2 separate regions of the Capsicum annuum genome follow, and region 2 is linked to region 1. Evidence: chromatin contacts called from public Hi-C data. All regions are on one chromosome and are shown on one strand. Each heading gives the region's core, a stretch centred on a gene start, on an enhancer-like site or on the middle of the called end of the contact. The rest is flanking DNA. Distances are from core to core; before and after follow the strand shown.

What was found. Hi-C and Micro-C count contacts between places; a contact is called where the count stands out from the background.
Region 2: a contact with region 1 is called in a Hi-C map of leaf, with 2.7 times the contacts expected there. The contact joins the promoter of LOC107842421 here to the enhancer-like site in region 1. A contact is called at or near these places in 3 of 5 Hi-C or Micro-C datasets (bud, leaf and placenta).

What each region holds. Positions count from the first base shown.
Region 1 is chr1:182,675,679-182,682,451 of UCD10Xv1.1, reverse strand. LOC107842448 (sodium/hydrogen exchanger 2) reads left to right here. Exons shown (of 15, transcript XM_016686299.2): 10 at 108-208; 11 at 316-417; 12 at 523-661; 13 at 745-807; 14 at 918-1,001; 15 at 1,632-2,378. The coding sequence ends at 1,949. Among protein-coding and RNA genes, the nearest start is that of LOC107842448, 8.5 kb to the left of the region's middle. Within about 2 kb of position 1,976, at least 4 of the 5 cell types and tissues checked have an H3K27ac peak or open chromatin away from gene starts, as enhancers often do. A contact at or near this core is called in bud and leaf, where this site is marked.
Region 2 is chr1:182,799,762-182,806,477 of UCD10Xv1.1, reverse strand. LOC107842421 reads right to left here and starts at 1,326. Exons shown (of 12, transcript XM_016686289.2): 1 at 1,008-1,326.

The sequences.
Region 1 (6,773 bases), core at 727-3,226:
TAACATTTTTCTCTGTCTGAAGGAAAGTCAAATCACTTCCTTTCTTGGAATATTTCTCTTTCAATAAAAGTTATTACTCTGAAAGTTTGAAACTATGTCAATTGCAGTTATTCTATTTAAGTGCAATCCTTACTGTGTTTTTCTCTGGGATCGTGATGTCTCACTACACCTGGCATAATGTGACTGAGAGCTCAAGAGTCACTACCAAGTATGTCATCCAACTTCCCGAACTATTTTGATGGAGTGTATTCAATTGCTCCTCTTTCTCCCGTGAGATGGTTTAATCCTAACATATTATCTTCATCTGTTTCCCAGGCACGCGTTTGCTACATTATCATTTATTGCTGAAATATTCATATTCCTTTATGTTGGTATGGATGCTTTGGACATCGAGAAGTGGAGATTTGTAAGCGACAGGTGAATTTCTATGTCACTGAAGTTCATCATATACTATAGGATTATATGCAAGTGGAAAAAGACTTACATTATTAATTTAATTTTTTTAAAAAAATCTATTTGCAGCCCTCAATTATCAGTTCAAGTTAGCTCAATACTGTTGGGTCTTGTTTTGGTTGGACGGGCAGCCTTTGTTTTCCCCCTGTCATCTTTGTCCAACTTGATCAAGAAGTCTCCAGAGGAGAAGATTAGCTTTAAACAGCAAGTATGTGCTAATAACCTGTTAGTTACTCTAAAAGTTCCTCAAATCATATGGTCTCCCATTATATCTTTTTGATGATTTTGCAGATTATAATATGGTGGGCAGGACTTATGCGAGGTGCTGTTTCAGTGGCTCTTGCTTATAATCAGGTAAACTACAATTATCCGATGTCACTCTGTTCAAGTTTGGTGGAACCTTTTTTTCATGTTGCATTTAGTCTTCGAAAGTTTTTGATGATTCCTTATTTTTATGCTTGCAGTTTACTAGGGGAGGTCATACTCAGTTACGTGGCAACGCGATAATGATCACAAGTACCATCACTGTTGTCCTTTTCAGCACAGGGGTAAGATTATATCTTTTTGTATACATTTAACATACATTCATGAAGTAGAGAAACATACAATAAAAAGCGTGCTCCTTCATGGTCATGAAATTGAGCATCTTAAGTTTTTTCTTCTGGAAACTTCAATAACATGCGCTTTCAAACAAAATTTTAGACCAGGCAGGCTGGCAACAATATTCCTCTAGCACTTGGCGGACACTTCTCTACTCGTGAAAGATTTAGAAACTTCTCAAAATCCATGTGTTTGACTGGTTATGTATGCAGCAAAATCCTCGGAACCAAAGTCTGTGCGACTCCAAATAGAAATTACAAATCCCTTAGTAGAGCTCTGTGACTCCAAATAGAAATTACAAACCCCTTAGTAGAGCTCTAATATTGTTGATGGTGGTCATGCTGGCAGTCTGTGGTAGCAGCATAGGAGTGAAATATGTCAGAAATGGTTTTAGGTTACATCGATGTGTACATTTTATTGAGAGTAACTACATCCTGATTCAAATGATGCATCCAAGTAATGATTTCATCTGAGACCTCATTCTTTCAACAAGAAACAATTCGAGAAAAAAGAAAAGACTTGAGGAAAAGTGGAACATTTTGAATGAGTTTTTACACTTTGTTTTTGGTCTTTTGCAGGTATTTGGGTTGATGACAAAACCTTTAATTAGATTATTGCTGCCCTCGCCAAGACATTTGAGCAGAATGATCTCTTCTGAACCGACGACCCCAAAATCCTTCATTGTGCCACTTCTTGACAGTACGCACGACTCAGAAGCTGATCTCGGCCAAAATGTACCCCGTCCTCACAGTTTGCGGATGCTCCTATCAACACCATCTCACACTGTGCATCGTTACTGGAGAAGGTTTGACAACGCATTCATGCGTCCTGTTTTTGGTGGACGAGGTTTTGTACCTTTTGTTCCAGGATCACCGACTGAACCAAGTGATCACTAGTTGCATTACTGGAGATGCTGATTGCAGAAAATCGGCCTTGGGGAGGGAATATGGCAGATTTTTGGTTTGAGGTTTTGCTTTCTGTTAATAGCTTTTGAGTGTTTCCAATGTGGTTAAAAAGGGGTTGTCTAGTTTATAGGGGTTGCAGATAAGTATATTCATTTGGGTGATCATGTTTTCAGCGCAGTTCTCGCTTTTGGTCATTGCTGACAATTTCTGTCGGAATTCCTAGGTTTTCTCCCCGACGGAGGTTTTCTTTGGGGGTTAATTTATCAGAACACCAAATAGGTGTATATTCTGAAATGCATGTGGCATAGCTACCTTAATTATCTTGTAAAATTCTGCTACAGGTTAGAGATTGGTTCTTGATATGTAGGTTTCACATGGTTGTAACATTCTTATTGCTCAGGAAAGTTGCTTTGATACAAATTCCTGGTGAATCCTCTTGGAAAATTTCTAGGTTAATTTTCGTTTGGTACACGACATAAGGTGGTAGGTGGAATATCTCATGATTAAGATTGATACTAATTTATACTCCCTCCCTTTCATAATAAATGAATTATTGAATTTTGGCACACAGATTAAGGAAAAACATTAAAGACATAAATTTAACATAACTTTTCATTTTTACCCCTAAAAAAGAAAAAATTGACCTTGTAATATTTTTTAAAAGTTAATTGGTTGTCAAATTATAAGGGTAAATTTAGAAAAAAATTCAATGATTCACTTAATTTGAAACTCCAATAAATACTTTAACAATTCATTTATTTTGAAACGGAGGGAGTATCATGTTTGGTTGATGGTATAAATTTATTCGGGACTAAACCTTCAACCAAACATGTTATAATCTTAATACCAAATTTAGTCTTGGATATAATATCTTATCCCATCCCGCGATTATACTCTACAACATCCCACATGGGATAGTTCAGGAATTATAGCCTTAGAGGTTGTTTGGTTGGAAAAGATTTATTCTGGGATAATTAATTTCGGGATTAGTGATCTCACGATGCATATGAGATAACTTATTTCATCACTTTGGTGTAAATATTGAGATAAATAATTTTGGTATTAACTAACACCTCACACAAAACAGGGAATCAAATAGTCCTTCATTTTATACTAGGACTTTTTATATACCTCCACCAAACGATCCCTTAGGATTATAATCCCGGGATAGTTTAATCTATGAGATTTGGGAGAGAGTGATCGAGCGAAGGTTGAGGAGGGTTGTGTCTATTTCGGAGAATCAGTTTGAATTTATGCCTGGTCGCTCGACTACAAAGGCAATCCACCCGGTGAGGAGATTAGTGGAGCAGTATAGAGAAAGGAAGAAGGATTTACACATAGTGTTCATCGACCTCGAAAAGACGTATGATAAAGTCCCGAGGGAGGTTCTTTGGAGGTGCTTGGAGGTGAGTGGGGTCCCGATGACGTACATTAGAGCTATTAAGGATATGTACGATGGAGGGAAGACCTGGGTGAGAACGGCGGGAGGTGATACGGGAAAAATAACGAAACACGAAACAACTCCAAAATAGTCCACTAATCTTAAGGATTTGAGGACTAAGATGGAAACCACTCTCGGATTCACTACTACAACAACAATACGAGATAACAACGGTGCATTTGACACTAGTAGCAACACAATGATAACAAGATAAACACAATGAGAAGAAATTGTGGATTCAAGAAGGACACAAAACAGTCCACTATGAATCTATAAAGTACAATAAGATAAAGATAGATAGATAGACCAAATGAGGGAATAATATTAACAACCCAAGAATTGTTACACCCTTGGACCTTTAGTACTACACACAACACTAACCTATCTCCTACATAGGCACAAGAGGGATCTCGATCTCCCAAGGACCAACATTTCCGAGCTTGAATCCAACACGAGTGATTCCACACTCAAGTTGATTTTCCTAGTTACAATTTCAGATTTGTGCCTCAAGGAGAGTGGACTTGTCTTTCAATGTTATACAACATTCATCATCATCAAAATCTAATGAATGAATCCCTAGAAGGTTGTATTTATAGTGTATTACAAGAATAGTGTGAAATGTCCAGAATGACCCTTTAGCCAAAGTCTTCAAGTGGACTCCCTTGGAGTGCATTGTATGGATGGATTTTGGAGCCTAGTTAGGCCTTCCTTTGCATTTCACATGTACACTCCAAGTCTCGGGTTCATTCACTCTCGCACTCACCCACCTCCATGGTCGTACTCGTATCATTCTTCCCTTCTTGGAAAGGATTTGACCTCGAATCCGTACCTTGCAAAATCAAGAGAAGACAAACAAACACACATCCTCATGACATGAGGGGTTAGGGTTAGCAAAAATTACACATCACATGCCATGCCAAGGTGGGAAAAACTTGGAGTATACCCACGGGTCCTATGTGTTGAACATGAAAACCTTAGTATAAATGGCACAAAGGAAGAGGTCATCATCAACAAAAAGAGAAAAGGAAGAACTTTGCCTTCTTTTATTAGCACCTACAATTAAACATTGCTTGTCGTCTTGACCAAGCATCAAGTAGGAAGTGTAGAAATTCCCATATTCCCGGAGGGTGCCGGGGTCAAATGGGAGAAGTAGCCAAGGGTCTAAGCCGAGGTTAGCCCTTCCTTCCCCTAGAATGTCACTCCCACAACCATGTATGACATTTGCCTTTAAGAGAAGACTAACATTTAAGAATAGAGAGACACGACCTAGAAGTCCTACCTCAAAAAGACATATGCCATCATTTACAACATTTTCATACACATGATCTCTATGAACAAAACTACTAGCAAGGCTTTTACCATACAAGATGTTCGAAGAGTCACGTGCACCATCAAGATTAACTCTATAAACACCATCACTAACTTGAGATTTTTTAAGCACACTACACATATGCTCAAGTAGTGGAATAAATTCATGAGTAAGTTGATCTTCATTCACATCCTCACTAGTTGTTGGCAACTCACATACTAACGTAGACTCACCTTGGTTCGCACAAGGGTCAACTAGTGTGTGAGTACTCTTTTCAATTGGTAATAGAACCTTGTTCAAGTTATAAGGGCTAGCACTAGATGGACATTAATCATTCTTACAAGAAGAATCAATTTCGTCATCTAAAGGATCAACTAGTGCTTGCATACTTACAAAAAGAGTTTGGTCCTCACGTAACCTAACAACACCAAGAGTATCACCATAGGGAGACTCAAATACCTCTACTCTAGGTAAATCCACAACTACATCCAATTGGCCACTACTAGCCACAACACAACATTCTAAGTTCATAGGAGTGTAGGGAACATTGTTTTTACTTTGTAGCTCACATGAGCTACGACCTTCCTCTTGACGTGTGTTCGAGTAGCCCACTTGCTCCCTTTGACCTATCATACGATCCAACCTTTCATTTGCCATAACTAGGTCTCGGGACATAATGTCAAGGTAGGCTAAAATAACATTGGTGGCATTGTTGTCCATGGGTTGAGAGGTGGAAGCCGCGTATTTCCTTGTAGTTGTACCTAAAAAAAGAAAGAAAAGAACACCTACAAAACAAAACACAATTTAGTTCAAAACAACCTCACCACACTCTCGCACACTTGATCGTCTCACACTTGGTTTCACAAGTGTTGAAAGCCGGCTTGTACTTCGTGTGTGATTGAGGGTCGAGTCTACTCTTGCTCGGAATAGATTTTCGTTTGAGTTGACTTAAGCAAAATTTGTTATGTACTTAAACCAACAAGATATAATGATTTCACAAAAGAGAAAAGCACACAAAAAATGTGTAACACGAATGAACGAACACAAAACTAACTAACAATCTAGTAGATAAGTACTAGTTTGCCAATTAGTATTGGAACCAACGAAATTGAAACTAAGAAACAACAAACGGAAACTAAGAAATCTAAAATTTGAGCTTAAATATGTTGTGTGAACAGTAAAACATGATGATATGGCAGCCACATATTGGTCTCGGTTGCACACAACTTTTGTTGTCCAATTTCAAGTCTTGGTCAATTTTTCAATTTGGACTTTGGTGGAACTTGTTCAATAGAAGGAAACACAAAGTAGTCTTTAGAGCTTCTTTTTCAATTAAAATTTCAAGACTCAAAGTCTTGGACTAGACTTGTAATCCTCTTTAAAACATGGATCCTTGTTTTATGGGAAAGTGGTTGAGATGTGATTGACTTGTTGGTGAGTGATGGTAAGTCTTTCAAGACTAACTAAGTTCTCACACTTTTTCCTTCACCTTTTTGGATCTAACTTTCACTTTATTTTAACAAGGTATGAAGGTTTGGAAGAACATCAAGAACACTTCAACAATCATCAAGAAAATCAACAACAATCTCCCAAGAACAACAACAAGGTCAACTACAAACTTTCAACAAACGGCCAAGTCCTTTAGTGTGGTGTTTTGGTCTTAACATGGGGTGAAGATTGTGATGAACAATAAGAATACAACAAATTTTCAAGAATAATAACAACACCAACAATGTCCAACCCAAGTCCACAAGAAAGGTCACCACACGGCCAAGAACAACAACATCAATACACGACCATTAACTTGTGACAACAACAATCTCAACAATTCAAGCTCAACTCAAGATATAGACTCAATGTGTTAGTTATGAAAAAAAAAACTAACACTTAGAGACAATAAAGACAAGTAAAAATCTCAGCCAAGACACAACAAAAACACAATTTTCGGTCAAGAACACAAAATGGACAGATTGCTCTCTTTTTTGGAATTTTCAGTTTTCAACTTTTTTTTTTGTAGTTTCAAGTCTAAAGTCCAAGATTGATCTTGTTAGAACGAAATCAACGA
Region 2 (6,716 bases), core at 77-2,576, 120 kb before region 1:
GGGAGAAAAAACTTTGATGAGAGTAGCAACCATAAAAGTAAAGTTTAAGACTTTAAGTGGTATAAAATTGAGGAAGCCTCCCGCGTTCAATCATCAGTTACTTTTCATCAATCCCAAGTTAATTGGAGTTGGTTATATAAACTATCTCCATTCCCCTCTGTGCGCATTAGAAGTATTCATCATTGTTAGACCATGCTTAGATTGGTTGTCAACCTATGGGAACCTAACCCAAGTAATACTCTGGAGAAGTTACTTTCAGGTAAAACTACAACTTGAATTATCAAAATCTATCCAATAAAATGCCACGAGTACCCATGAAAAAATGTTTCACTCATCCAACAACAAATAAAGAATGCAAAAGGTCACATTTCATAAAGGAACCAAAAATGCATGTCCTTATATGTAGCACTATGTGAATGAAAAAACTAAATAAAAATCTATGAGTGGGCACCCAGAAAACTGGTATGTCAAGTACATTGATCATGAACTGCAGTGTTGGTATGGCACAATGCCACTACGAAAGTAAACTTTAATTGGACAAACAGTGGAAAAGTTCAGTTTTTACGTAACATCTTCAAACAATTTTACTATAATTTCTTAGATAGATAAACCTCAAAAATACCAAATTATATAGTACTTATTTATCCAAGTTTCTATACAAATTATCAACAAGAGATATACACAGTAAATTGTGGAATTGACGAAACAATTGATGAGTTACGCTTCAATTGGATCATTATAAAACCTATAATATAACAGAATTAAGACAGAGTTAGCTGACACCTATTGATGGTGGGCGGTGCAGTTGTCCCGTAGAATTAGTCAGGTGCGTGTAAGCTAGCTGGGACACCATGGTTATCAAAAAAGAAATAGATCTTCTTTTGAAAAAGATAATATAATAGAATTAAAAATATCTCACTGCTCTTTTCTTTTGAAAAAGCTAAAATCAATTTTAAATCTGTAAAAATAAAAATTAAGTGAAGAAACGGATAACATAGCGACATTACCAGATTTCACCGTAGATGATCACTTAGAATTTCGATACGACGACTCGGTGGGTAAACAAAGGGAATTTAGCAAAATGTGGACGAAATTTGGGGAGAGAAAGCTGAAATTCAGTTCGAAAAAGGTGAAGAGGGAAGAAATGGGGGAGAAAATGGCAATGCGAGTCATTGAAACCCTAGAAATCCCTTGAAGAAGTCGGCATTGATAAGAGAAGTAACGTCGCCGATGAAGAGGTGAAGGGGAAAAACAGAAGAGGTGGCAAACAAGGAAGCAAAGGCCTGTTTAACGAAGGATGGTGAAGTGTGCGTACGTCATAGTAAAGTAAAATTTGAGTTAAACGACTAAAAAAAAATGTTACGTTATTGTGGTAGGTGATTAAATTATTTTGGGATTATAATATGAGATTATAAATTTGGATTAATTTATGTTATTTAAGAAATAGGATAAAATACTCTCAAACTAAATGAATAAGGTAGGATATACAAAATTAAATCTGAAAAAAGATTTATAGCATCTATCAAACATGGTAGAGTATTAATTTTGTGTTAAATATAATCATAAGATATTACCTAGGGTGTGTGGTTGAGTCGTAGGTAGTAGGTAGGAGGGCTTTTGGTGTCCTTCTTGTTTGGCAGTGTTCAATATTTTTTGTGGATGTCATATCTATGTTATTTTATCATGTTTCATGCATTTATATATATATATATATATACTGTACTTTGTCTTAAGCTGGGGTTCTATCGGAAAAAGTCTCTCTACTTCTTTAGAGGTAGTGGTATGGATTGCGTACACTCTACCTTCCCCAGACCCTACGATGTGGGAATATACTGGGTTTGTTGTTGTTGTATAATCATAAGATATTACACCTTATCTTACACATAGGACTCCTTAAATAATCATGTTTTACAAGTTTCATACTTAAATAGTTTGATCATAAAATTATTTATTTTTTTAAAAAATAATTTTTTATGTTATATGACAAATAATATTTGACGATGAAAAATTCAAATTTAATTTAGAGTTGGATTTCAAATTTGAAAAACAACTTATTTTCACTTTTGAAATTATATTAAAGTACATTTATGGGTGCATATTATTCCAAATACTTTTACAAAAAGTATAATAACATAAATATCAACATTTTAGAAGTAATTATACTCTCTCCCACTTTTTAAATTATTTTACTTTCTCTCCCTATTAATATACATAACATAACCGACATATACATAGCATTTTGCGTATATGTTGGAATTTTTGTAATATGTTTAGGGAGTTGGAATTTTTTATAATATTGAAAATATAAGTTGTGTATTTGTGTAATTTTTAGTTACCAAAAATATAATCATGTACTACAATTTCAACTTTAATATTTCAAATAAATAAAAAATATTTAAAAGCTATGGTCATATGCCTGATTAAAATTGATGTTATTTTTAAAGTTAATAGACTCCTCTAAATTTTTTATTTTTTTTGTTAGTTTAATACTTTTAAAGTAAAAGGTGTTATTATCCCCTCAACTATCATATCTAAAACCTCTTTTAGTATCAAATGAATGAAAAATGATTTCACTCTTTTTATAGTGGGAGAGAGCTAAAAATTAAATTAAAAAGTGCATGTATTAATTCAAAATTACTACTGAAAAGAGTAGTTATATTTAGTTTCCACACATTATAAAAGGGAGTGAGGCCGCTATCTCAATCATTTGACATTGCACAAGAATTTTAGATAGAAAATGTTATAGCTTAAGAATAACAGCGATCCATAATTTAAGTATTAAACCAACAAAATGTGGTTTGAAAAAACAAGATATTAACTCATAACTATCATTAAATCATAACTTATAAAGGTTAAAACTTTCGATTTAAACAACAAGAACAACATACCTAGTTGACAAATGAAAAAGTAAAGTATTTACTAATGCTTACTTAGAGGCGATGGGGTAATCTAAGGCATTAATAAAAAATTTATAATGACTAAATATCGTCCTTAAACTATATGTTACAATCTTCATTGTATGTTTTTAATTTTGTTTGTATTTTGATCATTTTATTCCTCTTTGTAGTTGTTTTATGATTTTATGATCTGCGGTGTGGCTGCCATGATTTTCGAAGTGGTTCGTATTATCTGAGTTTTTTTTTATTTTAAAAGATTTTGGAGTTGGTATGATTAGCTTTGGTCAACATTTGGTGTTATCGAGGTCATATGAGAAATCTCTTAGTTCTGATAAATTTGAAATTTCACTTTTGAGTAAGTGAGACTTTTGGTTCGGTTCCTAAGACGTTCACATGAAATTCAAGTAGTTGATTGAAAAATTGAGAGGTTAAGGCATAGGATTGACTTCGGTCAACAATCATTGAAGACGGTCTCGCTTTGGTATTTTGATGATTTATTGAGTCTGAAATATCATTTTTAATCTACTAGCATAATTAATTTGTGTTCACAAAATTTTGAGTTAGTTTCGAGGGTTGATTTTGAGTTATTTTGTTGGTTGTAATTGTTGTTGGTTTGCTGGTGCTGGTGCAACCACACTGCAACCACACTTGCGATGCTTTGACTGTGTAACAATCTTCACAGTGATTTTTAGAATTTTTGGTGTTTTGATAATTTTAGTCCTTTTTGTAGTTGCTTCATAGTATTTATGAGTTATGAGAGTGGGTAACTCAACTCTTCAGGCATTTGGTTGGGTTTATTACAAGTTGTTGGTTTTAGAAGATTTTGAAGTTAATAGGGTTAACTTTGGTCAACATTTAGAGATTTGAACGTCGTATGAGAATTCCTTCAGTTTCATTAGCTTCAAAAAAATTTTTTGTTTGAGACTCGAGATTTTCAATGTGATTTTGAGAGCTTAGACGAAATGTTGAAAGTTTAGTCTATAGTTGACTTCGGTCAACAATCATTGAAAACGGCCTCCATCAGTTAATCATATGATCTGATTTAGTCTGAAATATTTTTATGATTGATTTGCATTATTGATTTATATCTAATGTGGTTTTGGGTGTTAAAAATAAGTTTAGAAATTAACTGTATTTTTGTTTAAAATTTCTAGTGCAAGCGTGATCAAGCTAAGGTAACATGATTACACTAAAAGATAATATTTGTTCAGTGGTAACAGTGTTAGGGTAGTGTGATGGCACTGGAGGACTCGGATGCTTGAAGCACTATCGCGGCAGTGTAGCGCGATATTATTGAAGAGGTTGGGCGCCTTCAGCGCGATTGCGCCAATTGAGCGTTATAGCTCTAATCGTGCTACAATACTAATTGTCTTATCATTTTTTGTCATTTTCTTTCCTCTATTGTTGGACCTCTAGAGCTTCATTTTGAGCGATTTTTTATGCATTTTCTTTCTTGAAAAGAAGTAAGTTTTCCAACCGTAGATTTTTATTTACCTCACTATTTTACCTCAATTTTGGGGTTAAATCAAGGTTAATGATTTCGAGTCTAAAAATTAATCTTATTTTTTTTTTATCAAACTTCATATTCAAGTTAACCTATGGGTAAGCTTTTTATGCTAAATTGAATATGTCCCAATGATTATTTCACAATTTCATCCTAAAATCTTATTTTTTCAACTTAAAATTCTGAGATTTTTTCGGTAAAGTTAAAGTATGCTATTTTGATGATTTCAAGATCGATTTCAACACTATTTTTGATGAGATTTTAGATCTGAACTCCTTTAAGTTATGAGTAAATTAATTATTGAATAAAATTTTAATTTTATCATTTATTTTTGAGGGAGTGTATTTTGATTGACATTTTGGGCCCAAATTATAACTTAGCAATATGTGCATTGTTGAACTCGTGTTTATATGTAGAGTGCATTTGATAAATTGGGAACACGCTAAGCTCGTTCAAAAAGAGAAGACTAGTTTGTGATTTTCTTGAGACTTGGGTTAGATTCGAAATAGGTTTTGACTTAATTTTTTTCAGACTTTGCTTGGATGGAAATTTATCTTGTAAAGTATTTTATGAGTTGGGTGAATTAATAATTTATGATAGAAAAGAGATAGTTTAGTTATTGTAGTGTCCGTGTGGGGGCTTTTCTTGTTATGACAGTAAAAGGAATGGTGTATTATTGTGATACTGTGTGAGGGCTTGTATTAATGATTGATTGTGATTTGGGAAGACTGATTCACATATTGCATTATTGAATTGTTATACACATTACTGACATATATTAAGACCTGTATTCACCCTAATCATGTATACTCACTGTAACACTCCAAAATTTTTTTATGTTTAAACTCAAACTTAGATTAGACAATCAGTTGAAAATTAAAATTTTTAAATAATATGACTCACTATACGAGTTGTATAGTGAGACTACGAGTCATGGGACGACTCATGGTAAGCTGACCAAAATTTTATCAAGGTTCCAGTCACTATGATTCATTGTACAAGTCGTGGAGTGAATGTATGAGTTGTGCAATGACTCATACTAATGAGAACTATAGAGATATGTATTTTCTCTCAAGGATCACAAGTCCACACCACGACTCATAGGTAGATCTCAAGAATCATAGAATATAATCATTCCCCCAAGATAAAACTAGGATCTAGGAACCACGAGTCAATAAACGACTCATGAAACTAATGTGTGGGTTGTATTGTTGACCCGTACCCTTAGAATCAATCAACCAAAGGGTGAGGAACTACGAGTCCATGTATGAGTCATAAGTCATATTACGAGTCATATAGTGACTCATGGTATGCATTTCAGTAGCTTTTAAAATGATTTTCAGGTGTAGCTTAGTCTTTTCCTTATTTCCTAATGCCTAAACTACAATATTTTAGCTATCACAGAAGGAGAATAAAGGTTAAATAGTTGATTCTCTTTTCATTTCATTAATTTTAAACCTTTCATGTCAGAAAAAGGTTCTCTTAAACCTCTCAAGCAAAAGTTAGGGTTCTTCTCCAAACTCTTGCATTCTCAAGTTCTTAGCAAGGATTACTCAGTCCAAGTATATGAGATTTTCAGCAAGGGTTTTCTTTCTCCCTTATGCTCAGAAAACTTCAATTTTTTTTATGGATTTATGAATTTATTATTTAGGGTTTATACTCATTCCCATGTACACTCCATGATCTTTATTGTAGCATGTTTTTCCTATGATTTTTTTCTTGAATTATATACTTATGCATGAATTATATTGTCAGAAATCTTAATTTGCTATTCTATAAAGAATTTAACATGATTTATCCAAATTAAGCATGATTCCAAATAATTTAGTATAATTTGATCTTATGATTGCAAAAATCATTTACAACAAGCATAACTAGTTTCAATATTTCTGAACTTTAGTAAATTAGATAATTTGAACTAGTCCAACAGATTTTCAGTTATTTATTATGAGCATTTATGTATAGTTTTAGGAGTAGAATTTAGTATAGAGCAAACTAGGATTCTAGATAACCCAAATTCCTGAGCTACATTCCATTGTAGGTCTATCTTAGCCCATTTGAGGCATCAGTTTAGTGCATCCATGCCATTCATGGCATTATACCCTGGCAAGGTAGAGTGTAGCCCTAAAATGAGGTGTATATGTTGAATATCATGTTTGCTCACATGATTTATATTGGTTAAGAGAATCTCCCATATAAATAAATTTAGTATAACTTGTACATGACCCACAACTTCAGTTAGATTGATCTTTTAAAATGTTTTACAACTTTGTCTCATTGTTTAAAAGAAGATTTACATAAATATACATCTTAAG